2 separate regions of the Pungitius pungitius genome follow, and region 2 is linked to region 1. The links are chromatin contacts, called in public Hi-C maps. All regions are on one chromosome and are shown on one strand. The core of a region is the stretch at or near the end of the contact, and the rest is flanking DNA. Distances in the headings are between cores, read along the strand shown. Region 1 holds the start of hyal1 (hyaluronidase 1). Region 2 holds the start of si:ch211-161c3.6 (high mobility group AT-hook 2b).

Region 1 (5,251 bases), core at 2,039-4,538:
CATTACTCCCTTACAGATTTGACCATATAGCATTATCATCCGGTAAGTTTAGACTCAGCTGCTGCTGCCAGTGATGTGTCATCCGATACCTAACAATTATTCCTCAGGGCTCCAGTTGAGAGTAAGTGGCTTCACGTGTGTGTGTTTTTTAGATTGCACGGGAGATCTGTTGGGGGGGGGGTTTTCAGTCATATTTAGGCTGCGAGGTGATCTTGCATTTACTCAAACTTTAGAGCAAATGACTTTTTGGTTGGCGGCATAACGTGGTCCGTAAATAGCTAAAATAATTACATTAATGACTAAAAGATTGACGGGCAATTTGTTGGGAAATGCATCTCCTCTAAACTATTTTTACTTCGTATGATGACGAGCACATCGGCGATTCACCAGGGTCATTCTTATATTTCCATGTTATAAATAAATGCATTTCAGTCCACATTATGACGAAGCGTCATGGCACCTTCAGCTCAGAATAAATCCATGCAGTACTTCCTGTGAGCGGAAGTTCTATTTTTATTTAAATGTATAATATTAGGCATTATATGCTAATATTTGATCTCCAACTATTTAATCTAATCTATTAAATCTTATTTATGCTACAGCCTAAAAAATTATCCATTAGGCAAATGCAAGTCTGGTAGATGTTGAATTAATGCACTGACTACTGAATAAAATGTTAACTTGGTAAGTAATGTGTACAAGCCGCACGTACATTCACTCATATTAAAATGCAGGGACTTTCTTTGGTTTACTTGATGCCATGGTGACTTCTAATGGCGGCCTTTTTTTAATGGTCCTTTATGAACTCAAGTCAGCGTGAGTTGGTCACACTCATGTCATTCACACTGTGAAAGCTCATGGTTGGTTCATGGTACGGCTCAGATTGGGTCAGACCTGCTTTCTGAAAGAGGGCCTTGGATGCTTCTTTTAACACAGAAAGCTGCCGTTTGAACAAAAACCCAGGCCGGCTTTTGTCTTCAAGGCTGTGAACGTTGACCCAAGTGAGTGACGCGCTTGTTTTTGCTTTCTTCTCCAGAACAGCTGCTCCGAGCTGGACTCTTATCTGCGGGGCGCGCTGGGTCAGTACCTCCTCAACGTCTCCACGGCGGCCGAGCTGTGCAGCCGGTCGCTGTGCGCCTCCCGCGGCCGCTGCCTGCGCCGAAACCAGGACAGCGACGCGTACCTGCACCTGAGCCCCGTCAGCCACAGCATCCTGGCGCCGCGCGGCAAGCCGCCGGTCGTCGTCGTCGGCGAGCTCGGCGAGGACGAGAAGGGGCGTCTCCGGAGCCAGTTCCGGTGCCAGTGCTACGGCGGCTACCAGGGAGAGCGCTGCGATCAGACCGACCCCCTGCACCAGCGGGCGGCGGCGGCGGCGGCGTCTCCAGTGGCGCCGTGCTCGGCGGCCCTGCTGCTCGTCTCTCTGCTCCTCTGTTAGGGGCCGTAGGTGGACATGTGGGAATGTCAAGGAGGGAAGAGTGTCCTTTTAAAAAAAAAAAAAAAATCTTTCAATTGCTGTAAGACATGGATGACACAACGGGAAATTGTATGAGAAACACTGTTGGACTTTTTCTCAGACAACGCGGGGCTCGCTGGAAATGACCTAGTTTACTCGGTGTCTTTTCGTCCAGTTTGACAAGGTGTCAAATTCTGCGTTTCTCATAGAAAGGAAAAGTTTTTGTGTGTGGGGGGGGTTTGTATGAGGAACAAGTAAATGTATGTCTGATAAAAGTGGAAGTGATGCACTTATGTAGTAATATCACAGTATATATTTGAAGTGCCTGATGTTTTTTCAACATGTCCACTGAGATCTGAACGTTTTTCTGGAGGCAATTGCTGTGTTACTATTTATTTTGAATGTATTTGTGGGTGTTTTATATGATATTTGTGTCCAAACCATGACTACTAGCTTTCTTTTCATAACAGTCCTTTCTGTATTTCAGAAACTATTTCATGTCACAATGTAAAAAGCAAATACTGACACTTTGTATGTTCCACAATTGCTCTTACATAACCGCCTCTCTGTGGTGATTTCTAAACATTGACTTTTGTCCAAGTGAGTAAAAGTCACTGTTAATGTCCATGTGTCATTTCTTTTGAGATAAAACAACATTTTGAAGGCAAGGCCATTGTGATTGCAGAGTGCTGTTTATACGCAAAATAACAATATGAAGTGTTACACACTAGGACATTTTGACAACCGCATTTTCACTGCAATGAAAACACACAGAAAATGAGCCAATAAGTAGTTTAAAATTAGGCTACAATTGCTTTCTGTAAAGAAACACTGCAAAGCATGTGTCCAATTCATTGAGAAATTGCGGTAAACCATGTTTTAAGAGTCTTTAAATCAGACCTCCAGTGTTCAGGTAGCTTGTTCTACTGATGTGGAGCTCAGAGAGTTTTCATTCTGGGAGCAATCCTCGCCCCAGGTGACCCGGCGACAGACAGGTGCTAGCATCTCAAAATCAAGCCTTTCATTCAATTTTTTTTTTTTTTAAGATAACAGAGCTTTGGCTCTGCTGTTTGCAGTCAATAAAAGACAAGCATCTGGGGGAGGACATCTCGTTTTCCATTAAGAGGAGGCACATTTTCATTGTCTGCTAAGAGAGGCAAAGCCGACATGTCTTCAGGGAGGGACACGTCTTGCAGGCTTGCTGCCTCATGCCCCCTCCCCTTGTAATTATAGGGTGCTGTTAAGCCAAGAGTTATTTTTACTACTTTTAAGAGTTCAGCAAGGCACACATTTAAATTGGCAGGAGGAGTTCATTACGGCTCGCTAACAGCTATTTAGAGTAGAAATGCATTGCCTTCCCCAGTCAAGTCTGCACAGTTAACTGCTTGTAATTGGGACTTATTACTACACACACGAAAACAAACACACACCGTTTGTAAAACACACTGAAAACGGTGTGTTCAGATTTGTAAATAGCCTGTGACTTTAAATCTGCTCCTTTAAAAACGATTTGCATAGTTCATGTAGTTGGATGTCAGGGATTCTTTCCACACCTTTGATTGGTTGTTAGAAAACAGTCACTCGCCTCGGATTGGTTGTTAGAAAACAGTCACTCGCCTCGGATTGGTTGTTAGAAAGCAGTCACTTGCCTCGGATTGGTTGTTAGAAAAAAGTCACTTGCCTCGGATTGGTTGTTAGAAAACAGCCACTCGCCTCGGATTGGTTGTTAGAAAACAGCCACTCGCCTCGGATTGGTTGTTAGAAAACAGTCACTTGCTTCTGATTGGTTAGTTCAACGTAATGACTTCTGTTTTTCCCCCCCCCCCACGTCCATGTGTGTTTCCTTAAGATCATGAGACTGCCGGTTGGTTTTCTGTCGCTTCCAGACCACAAAGTGCGCTTGGAAAGCGAAATCCTCATCCAGTTTGTAAATAGGTAAGTTCACGTTTGTCTATTCAGTCCTAAAGCATTGTGTCACACTACATTATTGCGTTTTTGTGACTTTCACAGATGAAAAAAAAACGAATTTGCTTTGAGTTTTTATCTTGCAATCATCAGTTGCAATACAACTTTGAAAAACGAGTTAACAGTGTCGCAATATCCTGCCAATATTTCTCAACACAGTTGACTTCTATTTTCAGTGATGTCAGTACACTTCTTTTCTTCTCTCTCAATTCACAGCAGAGACATATGGAAAAGTGATTTTAGCTTCATTCACATCACACAGCCATTAGTTATGTTTGGTATATTATCATCATCATCATCGGGGGCAGTTAAAGCACACAGCATTTGTTATTGTCAATTTCTGCTCTTGGCTTTAAAAAAAAAAAGCTAAATAAATAGACTATTAAAGTGACACGGTTATGATGCTGCTCTAAAAGTTTTGCGATGATGTTGGAAAAACACTTTGGTACAGAGGTACGTGATGCTCGATGTTTATATTGTTGTGGTGCCAAAGATGATAATCTACATGCGAGGTCTACTGCACCAGGGTTTCGCCCAGAGCCCACCCCCCCCCTGTTTGAGCATGTTTATCTTCTGAATATATATTCCTGCTTTGAAGTAAAGTCAACATGTCTGCAAACGTTAAATATCCTGTTTGTGATGATTTGACAACAGATGACATCGTTGCCATCATTGGATGTTTAATTGTTCAATCAAAGCTGTTAATATCAAATGTGTAACAACAACAACAATGTGTAATAACCTACATGCGAGTCAACTGGTAAGCTTAAGTAACACTTTCTTTAAAGTCAATGCTGTTTCCCTTTTTCACAGGGATGGGGTCCTTTCATAACGAGGCGCCGCTTTTCTTAAACTTGATCCTCATTGTTTCCGGGCTGCAGTTTGCGACGTCAAATTTTTCCCAGGTGCCTTTCATCACCGCGTGGAACGCTCCCACCGCCAGCTGTCTGTCTCGATATGGCGTGGACCTCGACTTGGGGACGTTCAGCATCGTCCAGAACGAGAACCAGACCTTCATGGGCGAAAACATAACCATCTTTTACTCCGAGAAGCTTGGTCTGTATCCCAGCTACACCAGCGACGCGGTGCCCATCAACGGCGGCCTGCCGCAGAACGCCAGCCTCGACAAACACCTCGCCGTGGCCTCTGACAACATTCGCACCTGGATCCCCGACAGGGATTTTCAGGGTCTGGCTGTGGTGGACTGGGAGAGCTGGAGACCTCTGTGGGAGAGAAACTGGGACAGTAAGCGCGTGTACCAGCTGAAATCGGTAGACCTGGCGAGATCCGTGCACCCGGACTGGAGCCCTGCGCGGCTCGAGGCCGCCGCTCGGGCCGACTTCGAGCGAGCCGGCGGGGCGTTCATGGAGCAAACGCTGGCGCTCGGGCAGCAGGAGAGACCCAGGGGGCTGTGGGGTTTCTACGGTTTCCCCGACTGCTACAACAACTACAGCAACAAGAGCACAAACTACACGGGGGAGTGTCCCGCCGCGGAGATGGCGAGGAACGACAGGCTGCTGTGGCTGTGGAACGCCTCCTCCGCGCTTTACCCCAGCATCTACCTGGGCCTCGAGCTGCGCCGCCTGGGCAGGGAAGTGCTCCTCCACAGCCGCCACCGCGTCATGGAGGCCATGAGGGCGGGAGACCGGCGGACTCCGACGGCGCCGCCCGTGTTCCCCTACGCTCGCGTCGTCTACACGTACACGCTCGATTTCCTCTCCCAGGCAAGTGGCAGGAGTTTTTTATTTTTTATTTTTTTGTTGAAACTCGCGATTTTGGTCTGAACGGTCGTGCCGTGTTCTCTGGGTTTTGTTCCCCCCCCCCCCCCCCCCC
Region 2 (5,251 bases), core at 1,656-4,155, 160 kb after region 1:
ACTTGAGGGTGTGATCATCCCCATGAGGCGCTGCGGACACCCGGGGCAGCCCAACATCTTCATTCGCGTCTCTGTCTACGTTGACTGGATCAAGAAGGTCATGGAGATGGCTTAGAGCCAGAGACCGCCATCCAACAGGAACTGATCAGATCTGCTCGACCCTAAACACCAGTTTTTTTACTTGACCATATGCATTTTTTCTTTTTCTTCCTCAGATGTCGCTTTAAAAAAATTTAAAAAATGTGAATATACATTCAGCTGCACAGTCAGATTTGATTAGTTAAAACATGAAGTGCACAGTTTTCATTCAGTTGTGGTGAAAATGCAGAGACAGCACAGCGATTATGTGATCTGCTTTCGATCAATCTCTACCTGCCTTTGCATTCATTTGGGCGTGAAGGTCAGCACTGTCGCCCCCACAGCGAGAAGGTCCTGGGATGGGCCTTTGCATGTTCTCCCCGAGCGTGGGCTCTCTCCGGGTACTCTGGCTTTCTGCCACAGTCCAAAGGACACGCGGGTTGGGTTAATTATTGACCCGTAGGCGTGTGAATGGACGGTTGTTTCTATGTCAGCCCCTGTGATTGACAGGCAACCCGGTCCAGGGTGATCCGTGGAATTTACAGTTAGTTCATCTTCACAGCTTCCAGTTTCGATGCATCAGTCAGAGCATTTAAACAATAAACAGAGAACATCTTTATTCCCCAAAAACACTGTTTTGTACTGGTGCAAAACAACCAAGAGAAGATTTACCATATAAATACAGTTCAGTAAAATTCTACAAATCTTTTGTTTAGCATGTGTTAGTGATGTATATATTTAAATATAAATGAGTTGTTAGAGGATACAAATAAATGTAATTGTTAATTGTTCGGGTGTAGCACTGCTCTGATTGTAACTTCTCCCATTCGTTTTAAATTGTTACATTATGTTTTTACTATTTAATCATTCATTATCTCTGCACCAGCCTCCACTTCACGCTTGCCAAAAGGACGACACACATGCACTGACGAATAGATTAATAAACACTGCTTAAAACAACTTTTCAGCGCGTCGCGAGCCATTTATCAAATGCTGGGACCAGTGCTGGGTTAAAGTTATTTATTCTCTGAGGAATAAAATGTATGAAGGGCTAACATCCACTTGTAGCCCCACGGGTTCAGAGGACAACAGCTGAGAATCGGTGGGTCCCCTGAACAGGGGAGGTGTTGGTGGTTTACAGCCCACATTTTCGGTTCCTAACATCCCCTGGAAATGCACCGTTTACCACAAAACTGTACGCCTCCCCCTCTTCTGCCTGGCACTGAATGGAGCTCCAAAATACCTTCTTTGCCCCCAGCCTCCAAAGAAATCCCTCCTCTGCGTGTCTTTTGATGCCTGCCCCCCACCTCTAAAGACATGCCTTTGTGCCTTATGCAGAACTGTATGCGCTGCACATTCTTTCGAGTTCTATAGGAGGATTTCTGTAACCCGGTCCTGATGAGCCCACGGAATTCAGCTTAAATAAACCTCAAGATCAGAGTCGGACCGAATCTCAGACACCAGCCTGCAGAGGGCCACCGGACTCACACACACACACACACACACAACTCTCTCTCATTCAAGCCCGTTCTACCCCCCCCTCCCCCTGCCTGCTCCACCATTCTTTGTTTTCTGTCGCTTCGGAAAGAAAGAAAGAAAAAAAAGTTTGTCTCAAAAATCAGGAGGTTTTGACATTTCATCTTTGGCGTGAGGCATGTGTTCCCTTTAGCTAATAATGCCAATTATCCTCCTGCTGCACACACAGCGTGTGGAAATGAGGTGGTTTCATTTCGTGTGATTAATACGAATTAGATTCATCTACGACAGCAAATTCTCACGAACTATCAAAGATTAAAGCTTCTGGGAAAGCTGAATATGATTATGGTAATAGTTTCTTCAGTTGGTGAAATGAGAAATGAGTGTGATTGTTTTTTCTGCAAGCAGATTTCAGTGAATATTTGAATTACATAATTCAATCTCAACGACTGAGGCCAAATGGTGCCTTGTGCTCCATCTTTGTAACTCAAGGCTTTATATTCATGTTGAGCTGACATGACGCCATGCAGCTGCCCCTGGAATGTGTGTTCACCGTGGTTCAATCGCGTCAGTTTGTTTTATCACCTTGTGCAAATTTACAAAGTTATCCCTAAAACAACTTTCATGAGAATATTCAACTTAAACTACGACGGGTATATTTCATTAAAAAAAAAAAACGACATTTCCACCCGGAGACAATGAGATTTTTTATTTCATTTATTAAAAACTGAAGATAAACTATTAGAGGTGTACACAGTCCGTGGAGCCATCTGTTCTTTTACTGCATGATCAAACGAAATAGACGAGTGACTACTCAGAAAAACCAACACTCATCCTGCACACGTTCTTTTTAAAAACCCCATTTGATACGTCTGTCCTTTGTTATGACTTACGGAGTGATATCTCTAACACTGTGGGTGGTGGGGGGGGGGGGGGGGGGTGGAATGAAACGCGGTGCCCGAAACAGTCTAGACAGACTGATCTTACTAGAATTTCAACAAAACCTTTTTCCTCTCGTCTGTGGGGGAACTTCCCGGCCCCCGGATCCCACTTCGGGAACCCCGGAACCAGACTCTCTACCCTCCTGCTTGATACCCGTCTCTCCCTCCCCCCCCCCCCCCCCCCCCTCTCTCTCTCTCTCTCTCTCTCCTTTCCTTCTCTAAAGTGGGTGGTCCGGTGAGCTTTCTTCGGGGCGGGGTCCTCCGCTTCAACCCTCCTACCCTCTCGAAACAGGCTTTAATAGAGAAAGTATGCAATGCATACTGATCAGCTTCAACCCCCCAATTATGCTGCAACTGGGGTATTCGTGACGTCTGGGGGGGGGGGGGGGGGATCACACACACATTTCCGATCAGAGAGAGAGAGAGAGAGAGAGAGAGGGAGAGAATCCAACCAATGAGACTGTCGATACGTTGATATTTTCACAGTTGTGCGCGAGCACACGGTGAGCTGACGTCGAGAACTTCCAGGTGAAACTACAGACCGTCTCAAGGTAAGTTCGGCCCCGCGCTCCAAACCGACCGGCGGCACCGCGGAGAGCCCACGGCCCGAACGCATGCACGTACCGTGCGTCGTGTGTGCGTTGTGTGTGCGCGCGTGCGTGCGCGCGCGGGTGTGTTTCACGGCCGGTTGCAGCGGAGAGCTTTTGCACCTGTGTTCTTCGCCTTTGTTTAACTTGTTTAACGCGATAGCGGCTCCCCCCGGGTCGGTGTGCCGCGGAGGACCTGTTAGCGCCGCGCAACAAACACACACACACACACACACATTTCACGTCGATTGCGCAATCAGTGATGGGAGCGAGGGGATGTTGTGTAGTGAGCGGCGACGCTTTAAAACGCCAATGGCCTCGGCGGTTGTTATGTTTTGTTTTTCTTGTATTTTTACGCCATGTGTTACTCAAGCCCAGAGGTCGGGGGGGGGGGGGGGTCTGAACTCGCCACCGGAGCGCTTTAGGCTGTTTCTGTATAAACTGTGAAGTAATGCGTGTGTGCGTGTGTGTGTGTGTGTGTGTGTGTGTGTGTGTGTGTGTGTGTGTGTGTGTGTGTGTGTGTGTGTGTGTGTTTTAATGCTCGCAATTGCCGCCCATATGCGAAAAAGTACATTGAGTCCCGGTCCTTGAGGGGCAAACACGGGACCGTCCGGCCGCTGCACAGAGTCAGGTTTTTTTTTTTTTTTTAGCGAACGAAAACGACGTCGCGCGTCTCGCTTGGTTTTTACGTAGATTCCTCAAATGACTCCGACTTCCTTCTTCGTCTCGAAAGGCTGTTTTGGCAATTAGTGTTTGGCACATTCCTCGCTGGGTTTGTGGTGAGCGACCACCTCGGGGCAATACCAACAGCCTGGTTTAAAAGTTGACATTTATGGTTTAGCTCTTTCAATAAAACGTCAATAATACATGATATTGCTTCCCCCCCCCCCCCCCCCCCCCCCCCCCGAAGTAGCCACAGCTTCAATGTGTATATTTTATAACGTTGTTTAGAAGTGGCATTAATGATTATGCTGATGGGCTGGGAGAAATGGCCAAAATATCACATATTTCATTAGTTAATAACGTCTGTATGTAGCATGTTTGCTGTTGATTTATTACATGAATAATCCATATGGGGAAAACCGTCTGTTTGGATTCATCTGTGTGAACGAAATACTAATCTATCAAGTATTGTTTCCTTTAATCAAGAGCATTAGAGCAAAAGTTTCGGTGGTGTAATGCCACTGATAAAAATAATGCACTCGAGTTGCGCCTGTGCTCGATGTTATCGATTCAGATCAAGTATTTGCGCTTCACGATATCTCGATTTAAACAGAGTTTAATCACGATACTACTGAAGACCGCCCAATGAGCAGCTGAGAGAGGGCAGGTGGAGAAGCAGCGTTGGGTACAGCAGATGGAGATTTTGGATGGTGGATTGAATTGTGAATATCTGTGCTACTTTTAGTCTCTGGACACCACTCTCATGTTTCCCTGCGTCTGCCAGCCCCCCCCCCCCCCTCCCCGTTTGCGTTTGGATGAACCTGGTGCCAGGGCTTATTTATAAGCAGTTCCCACGCTCGCTTCTGGAAAAGGATCTTGTGTGATATTAAGCACTGATTGAAACTGCGGTAATTGTGCAAAAAGAGGAGAGGAAAAAAAAAAAACAGAACAACCATTTATCCCAAATGGTCCAAAGATGATTTTTTTCTTTGCTCGCGTCTGCGGCTCCTGACGCTCTCGGGTCTTTCTCCTCCTTTTTGAAGCCCTCGAGGCTGCTTCTCCAGGCTTTGATGCCCACACTCTTTGAAGCAGGGGGACAGACGCAGGCATGAGTGACAGTGGGACCAAAGATCCGTCTCCGGAGCCCAGCGCTGCTCAGTCACCTCCTGAGCCTCAGCGCCGGGGCAGGGGTCGGCCGCGGAAACAGCTGCAGGTGGGACTCCCGACTTGATCGTCTCTCTCTCTCGGAACGTCAATAGTATCTGGATTTAAAGATAGTAGTTCTGACAAACCCAAAGCTATTTGTTGCTTTGTCTAAATCTCCTGACTGTTCATGCAAAGAGAGGGGTGTTTTTTTTCACTGGGTAGTTTTGGCTCTGCATGGGATGTCTCTTTGCAGGAGCCTGTTGGACCACCGACTCCAAAGCGACCAAGAGGACGACCGAAAGGAAGCAAGAACAAAGGCCCAAGGACTGCACTCAAGGTCGAATCTGTTAAAACCCTGAC

The links. Hi-C and Micro-C count contacts between places; a contact is called where the count stands out from the background.
Region 2: a Hi-C map of muscle shows a contact between it and region 1, with 4 times the contacts expected there. The contact joins the promoter of si:ch211-161c3.6 here to the promoter of hyal1 in region 1. A contact is called at or near these places in 2 of 2 Hi-C or Micro-C datasets (both in muscle).

Annotation. Positions count from the first base shown.
Region 1 is chr8:20,796,087-20,801,337 of fPunPun2.1, forward strand. It overlaps hyal1 (hyaluronidase 1), which reads left to right and starts at 3,289. Exons shown (of 4, transcript XM_037448239.2): 1 at 3,289-3,388; 2 at 4,232-5,142. The coding sequence starts at 4,234. It overlaps hyal2a (hyaluronidase 2a), which reads left to right. Exons shown (of 4, transcript XM_037448482.2): 4 at 1,037-2,118. The coding sequence ends at 1,435.
Region 2 is chr8:20,957,800-20,963,050 of fPunPun2.1, forward strand. It overlaps si:ch211-161c3.6 (high mobility group AT-hook 2b), which reads left to right and starts at 2,906. Exons shown (of 6, transcript XM_037448568.2): 1 at 2,906-3,046; 2 at 4,789-4,958; 3 at 5,145-5,228. The coding sequence starts at 4,854. mst1 (macrophage stimulating 1) reads left to right here. Exons shown (of 18, transcript XM_037490271.2): 18 at 1-919. The coding sequence ends at 115.